Linked DNA regions of Mus musculus: region 1 is linked to region 2. The links are chromatin contacts, called in public HiChIP or PLAC-seq maps. All regions are on one chromosome and are shown on one strand. The core of a region is the stretch at or near the end of the contact, and the rest is flanking DNA. Distances in the headings are between cores, read along the strand shown.

Region 1 (2,700 bases), core at 186-2,685, 270 kb after region 2:
ATTATTAAATATTGTGAAGATATTTTATCTACTTTCTTCTGGTAAGGAACTAAAATAAAAGTCAGTAATTACAGAAAAATAGCATTAAAAAGGATATATTACATTAATAATATGTGGTTCCTTGGGCAGGTTTTTCCAACTCTCTCCTTCAGGTTTCAGTGTTCATTTTTATTTCTAAGGCTGCTTCGGTTTTTCCCAGCTGGCTATTATAATTAACTAGAGATTAGATATGTTCTTTGTGGTTCAACAGTCTTAGGAGATAGCTGAGATACACCGATGCTGAATAGAATAGTAAAGTGTGAAAGCCACTCTAATTTATGGCCAAGGCCGTGTGGTTCTTAGGGTAGTAGTTTCATATTTATTATGTTTGAGGACCTGTATTCATTGCTAGGCAGTTTGTGAAGAATTATTGGTGCTACTTTGTCCTCAATTCTCTGACTAGGAGTTCACTGTTAGTCAGAGATGTTCTGTGATGTAAGGACATGGTGCCTGTTTACCTGAAGGAAGGAAGAGAAATGGTGAAAATGCCATTGGGTTTTAACTGAAAACTTTGAGGGTCTTTTTCAAGGATGGGTCTGTCCATCAAAATGTTGCATTGGTTGGAGAACTTATGTGTGGTAGTTTGAGAGTCTTAGTTGTTAGCAGTTGACAGTAATCTTTAAATGTATAGTAGAAAATAGACTTTGGTAGACAGCAGAGAGGCTACATCAGACACCATTCTGGGCTTCAGACATAGAGTGGTAACAGCATAGATTGGCCCAACCCTCGTATCTAATGACTGCTTCCATGGTTTGCTTAATTTTTACTTGTCTGTCAGATAACCGCATGCATTTAATGTTTTGTGTTTCAAAGATGGCAGACCCTGGATAAAGGTCAGTTCTGTCCTACTTTTCATCAAATGCTAGCAACAACACAGTTGCATATTCACCAGTACCTTTCTTAGCACTTGGTTACCTTCAGGCAACATTTATCGAGCTCCTATGTAAGCAGATCAATGGATATGAAGATAGCTAAGAAAGACTGTCTCTGATAGCAGGTAATGAACTCAGTTTAATTTCAGTGCCTCTCCAGATCCACACTCCCTTCTAAGTCTCTGGGCTGCTTGTGAGAGCTACCTTCATATCCAAAATGAGGAAACATTGTTTTTGTCCTAAGGGTGGTAGGTTTGCTGGTAGGGCCTGAGTGCTAGAATAAGGTCTTTGTTGCCTCAGAGCTGTGTCACTTTGCATTATGAGAAATATTCATGCATATTGATATGTTATGGGTGGATAAGGACTATATTTGCATTAGGCACATTGTCAGTTAAGTGTGTGCCCTCAATGTGGAAGACTGGGAGGTATTGGCAGGAATTTTCAGAGGTGCAGGTGTGTTTACAGGATTACAGAAGAATGGAAGCCAGGGTACTGATTCTCTTGTGTGTTGGATTTGAATGTGCCCTTTAAACGGAGGGAGCCAGCCAAGTGGGGTGGTAACCTATAAGGTTAACTCACTGTTAACACAAGCTGTCCTGCTGCTTGGTGACTCACCTGTTACCCCGCTGTTTTCCTTAACAGTCTGCACTGGTTTCTAAAACACTGACTGGGTCTACTGTAGTCTTTTCCCCACAGCTCTGAATGCTGGTGGGTAAAATGTGCCAGTTCTTCCTTTGAAGCATCTTACTGAAGCTCACCCTTTGCATCTCTTCTCCTCCTTCCCTCTTCCACCTGTTCTGCATGGTCTCTGTCCTGCTGATGCTGCCTTCACCTGGGTCCTGGCATGTCTCTTAATCCCAGGGAGAAGGAATCACTTTGCCTACTACAGCTATCACACTTACGAAGGTAATGCTCTGCTTATACTACTTTTGTAATTGGGGCACTAACAGGACCTCCTAGGTGAACAATGTTGACTGAGCAGACACTGTATGTGTAAGAAGTGTAACATGCTGGCTTTCTATTCATATCTATTTAGTGTTCTGTGTCCAGAACCCAGATTATTTATTGGAAGCCCCCACCTCCCCTTTTAAATGCTTATTTTCCCAAGTTCCCTCTGGGAAGTGAATGCAGACACAGGATTGAGTGCAGACTTGTAGCATGCAAGCAAAGGGCCATTAAATGCTCTTGAGCTGTGTTATGGCCTGTGTCCCTTTCATCTTAAAGAACATCTCATCCCAAAATTTGAAATGCTTTAAGTGCTGACGTGAAACCAGAAGCTCATGTAGTGAGTGACCTCATGTAATGGATGTAGTTATCACCCAGGCACCCGAAATATGTTTGATGCAGTTTCCTGTAAGGCTGTGTATTTAGCTGTATATTAGATGGTCATAGAATTTATATTTAAACATAAGTTCCAACACCACAATTTGTAGTATATTAAATATTTGTCAGTATGTCACAATCTGAGGGAAAATTGCATTATGAAACTTGGCTAGGGTTTTGGTAGCCTATTGTATCTGCCCTGAGTCGGATTATGGCTGGCCTATAGCACTTCAGATATCCTAATTTTCCACTGGAGAGGCACTCAGGTGCTATGGACTATGTAGAGTGCTCCCTGGAGGTGGAAGACAGTTGGAATGGAGGTTGAAGGAACATCCATAATACTCCTGCTTGTGACCATCAGCTTCCAGTCTAGAGATGGAGGTGGGTTGCCATGGGGAGAGAGGTCAGAGGCACCAAACTTCCAGCCATTCTCATTTGCCAGCCTCCCTCTGCTTGGACTAGATGT
Region 2 (2,700 bases), core at 157-2,656:
TGTGCTGTGCTGTCTGTGCTGTGCTGTACTGTCTGTGCTGTGCTGTGCTATGCTGTGCTGTCTGTGCTGTGCTGTGCTGTGCTGTCTGTGCTGTGCTGTGCTGTGCTGTCTGTGCTGTCTGTGCTGTGCTGTCTGTGCTGTGCTGTGCTGTGCTGTCTGTGCTGTGCTGTGCTGTCTGTGCTGTGCTGTGCTGTCTGTGCTGTGCTGTCTGTGCTGTGCTGTGCTGTGCTGTCTGTGCTGTGCTGTGCTGTCTGTGCTGTGCTGTGCTGTCTGTGCTGTGCTGTGCTGTCTGTGCTATGCTGTCTGTGCTGTGCTGTCTGTGCTGTGCTGTCTGTGCTGTGCTGTGCTGTCTGTGCTGTGCTGTGCTGTCTGTGCTGTGCTGTGCTGTGCTGTCTGTGCTATGCTCTCTGTGCTGTCTGTGCTGTGCTGTGCTGTGCTGTGCTGTGCTGTCTGTGCTGTCTGTGCTGTCTGTGCTGTGCTGTGCTGTCTCTGCTGTCTGTAATGTGCTGTGCTGTGCTGTGCTGTCTGTTCTTGCTGGCTGGTGACAGGACAGAGGCTGTGGAAACATGGGACAAGAGTAGCTCTGAGGTAAAGAAGGTTTGTCCTTCTTAGACTATTGGCTCCAGGAATGTGGAATGGCTCTTTGTTTTTCTATTTTGGCTTAGACTAAAGCTATCGCTTAAGATAAACTCACTATCCACCACCTTCCAGTCTGTCACTTCATTTAGAACGTCTTTGATATTCTTCTCTTATCAATGGCACATAGATAAAACACACAGAATAATTATGTACTGTTTGTGCAATCACAAGTGTCTTGGTTAGTCTTGGGTCAACTTGACACACTTGAGAATTCTGTGGAAAGAGAAACCTCAAGAGAGAAAACACCTTTCTCAGATTGGCCTGTAGGCAAGTCTGTGGGGCATTTTCTTGATTGATGATTGATCTGAGACAGTCTAGCTCATTGTGGGTGAGACTACCCCTGGGCAGGTGATCCTGGTTAGTATATGACAGCGGCTGAGCAAGCCATGGGGAGTAGGCCAGTAAGCAGCATCCCTCCATGGCCTCTGCATCAGCTCCTGCCTCCAGGTTGCCTAAATAGACTGTGATCCAGCATATGTAAGCCAAATAAACCCTTTCCTGTCGAAGTTGCTTTTGGTCATGTTTCACCATAGCAACAGAGAGCAAACCAGGGCATGCATGCATGGAAGTGGGCCGGGAAGTATATCCACTCCCTATCCCCATCGACACTTGCTTCTTAGCTCAATTCAAAGCTGCTTGCTTTTCTTTTCAGCTTCTTTTATGACCAGGTTGCCTTGAATACATACAGGCAGGCAGGTCCTCTCCTTAGGCTTCACAGTCAGGGGGCTTCACAAACTCAGTGGACAGCAGAGAACCTTAAATAAACCTAGAAAGGAAAACAGGACATTAAAGTGACTTTCTTCCCCAAAAGATTAAAAATTAATAAAACAAAAATCACACTACCCCGCCCCCTGACAGAAACATGTATTTCAAATTGGCTTGGTTTCTATTTCTCCACATTCTTTTACATTGCTAGGCCCTTTGCTTCTTATCACCATGATTTCAAAGAAACTTTCAAATTGTTTTGTTTTACTATAGATGCAACGTGAACATGTGACCAAGCCTCTTCTGATAGCTCAGAGTTTTTAACTCAAATCTTCTGTGCATTTCCCTTAAGGAAAGTTACTGTTCAAATGTTCGATGCATTTATTTGTTATTTGTGTGTGTGTGTGTGTGTGTGTGTGTGTGTGGTGTGTGTGTGTGTACATGCCAGAGTGCCAAGAACCCGCTAATTCCTCTGAAGTCTTGGAATTAAATGTAGGGTCACAGTAAGGATGCTGCACCTGATTGGCTGACTGGGAAAACACAAAGAGGGTGAAAATAGGACCAGTCAGGGAAGATCTGTCAAACCCTACATGGGGAGAGAAACCCCCCACCCGTCAAATTGCTAAAAGATCTTAATCTCGTCCGTGGTCTGTCTCTGCATATACTTAACTGGTTAAAATGTTTAGCAAAAGACTTTTGTTATGGTTGTTTCTGCCATCTCCTCCCTTCCCCCAGCAGCTGCAGCTACAGTGAAGGCTATCAGAGATTCATCACTCTGCCTCTGAGGCTTAACTCTGCTTAGCTATCAAACCTGTCGGTAATCTCTGTCTTAGGGACCTCACATACTCCTAATGCCAATGAGAGGTCCTTCCCCTGCAAGGTGTCTTGCCCATAGGCTGTGGCCTCGCCCTCTTTGCAATGACTTGTTACTCAGTGGCTCATTTTGGTGGACTCAGAATTCACTCAACTCCTCCCCCGCTGGTGAGCGTCGATCCTAGAATGGCTTTAGAAAACAAGGCTCTTTGCAGCCCAGCTCTCATGCTGTTTGTAAACTGCAGGGCAGTCCTAACAGTAGGACTGGGGAGCCAAAGAGGACAGGGGTAATAAGCTGCAGACTCCCAGCAGGTTGCTGAGCAGACTGACCGCAGCAGCAGAGGAGACAGCTAGGTGGCCCTTCTCTTGCTTGTAGGCTTGAATACTTTTTTAAAAATTCTCTAATAAAATATTTCTTCCTCTTCTCCTGAGGTAGTTTCACAGGTTACAGATTAATCTTCTGAGGAGAACAGAGTAGAGAGTGTGCCTGTCTCCTGAGAGCAACCTCACTGGAGGGCTGCTAGCTTACAGAGTCCCCGTGTC

Evidence for each region. HiChIP or PLAC-seq counts read pairs in DNA pulled down with a chosen protein or histone mark.
Region 1: a contact with region 2 is called in a FOXA1 HiChIP or PLAC-seq map of pancreatic cancer cells. The contact joins the enhancer-like site here to the promoter of 2700054A10Rik in region 2. A contact is called at or near these places in 2 of 39 promoter capture datasets (the SN4741 cell line and hippocampal neurons), 1 of 484 Hi-C or Micro-C datasets (cortical neurons), 2 of 115 datasets of contacts at active chromatin or transcription factors (bone marrow-derived dendritic cells and pancreatic cancer cells) and 1 of 9 other capture datasets (liver).

The regions. Positions count from the first base shown.
Region 1 is chr17:13,824,171-13,826,870 of GRCm38.p6, forward strand. It overlaps Afdn (afadin, adherens junction formation factor), which reads left to right. Exons shown (of 33, transcript NM_010806.1): 9 at 1,773-1,817. Among named protein-coding and RNA genes, the nearest start is that of Tcte2, 64 kb to the left of the region's middle. Within about 2 kb of position 1,436, at least 10 of the 459 cell types and tissues checked have an H3K27ac peak or open chromatin away from gene starts, as enhancers often do. A contact at or near this core is called in liver and pancreatic cancer cells, where this site is marked.
Region 2 is chr17:13,552,688-13,555,387 of GRCm38.p6, forward strand. It overlaps 2700054A10Rik (RIKEN cDNA 2700054A10 gene), which reads right to left and starts at 1,407. Exons shown (of 4, transcript NR_045437.1): 1 at 1,326-1,407.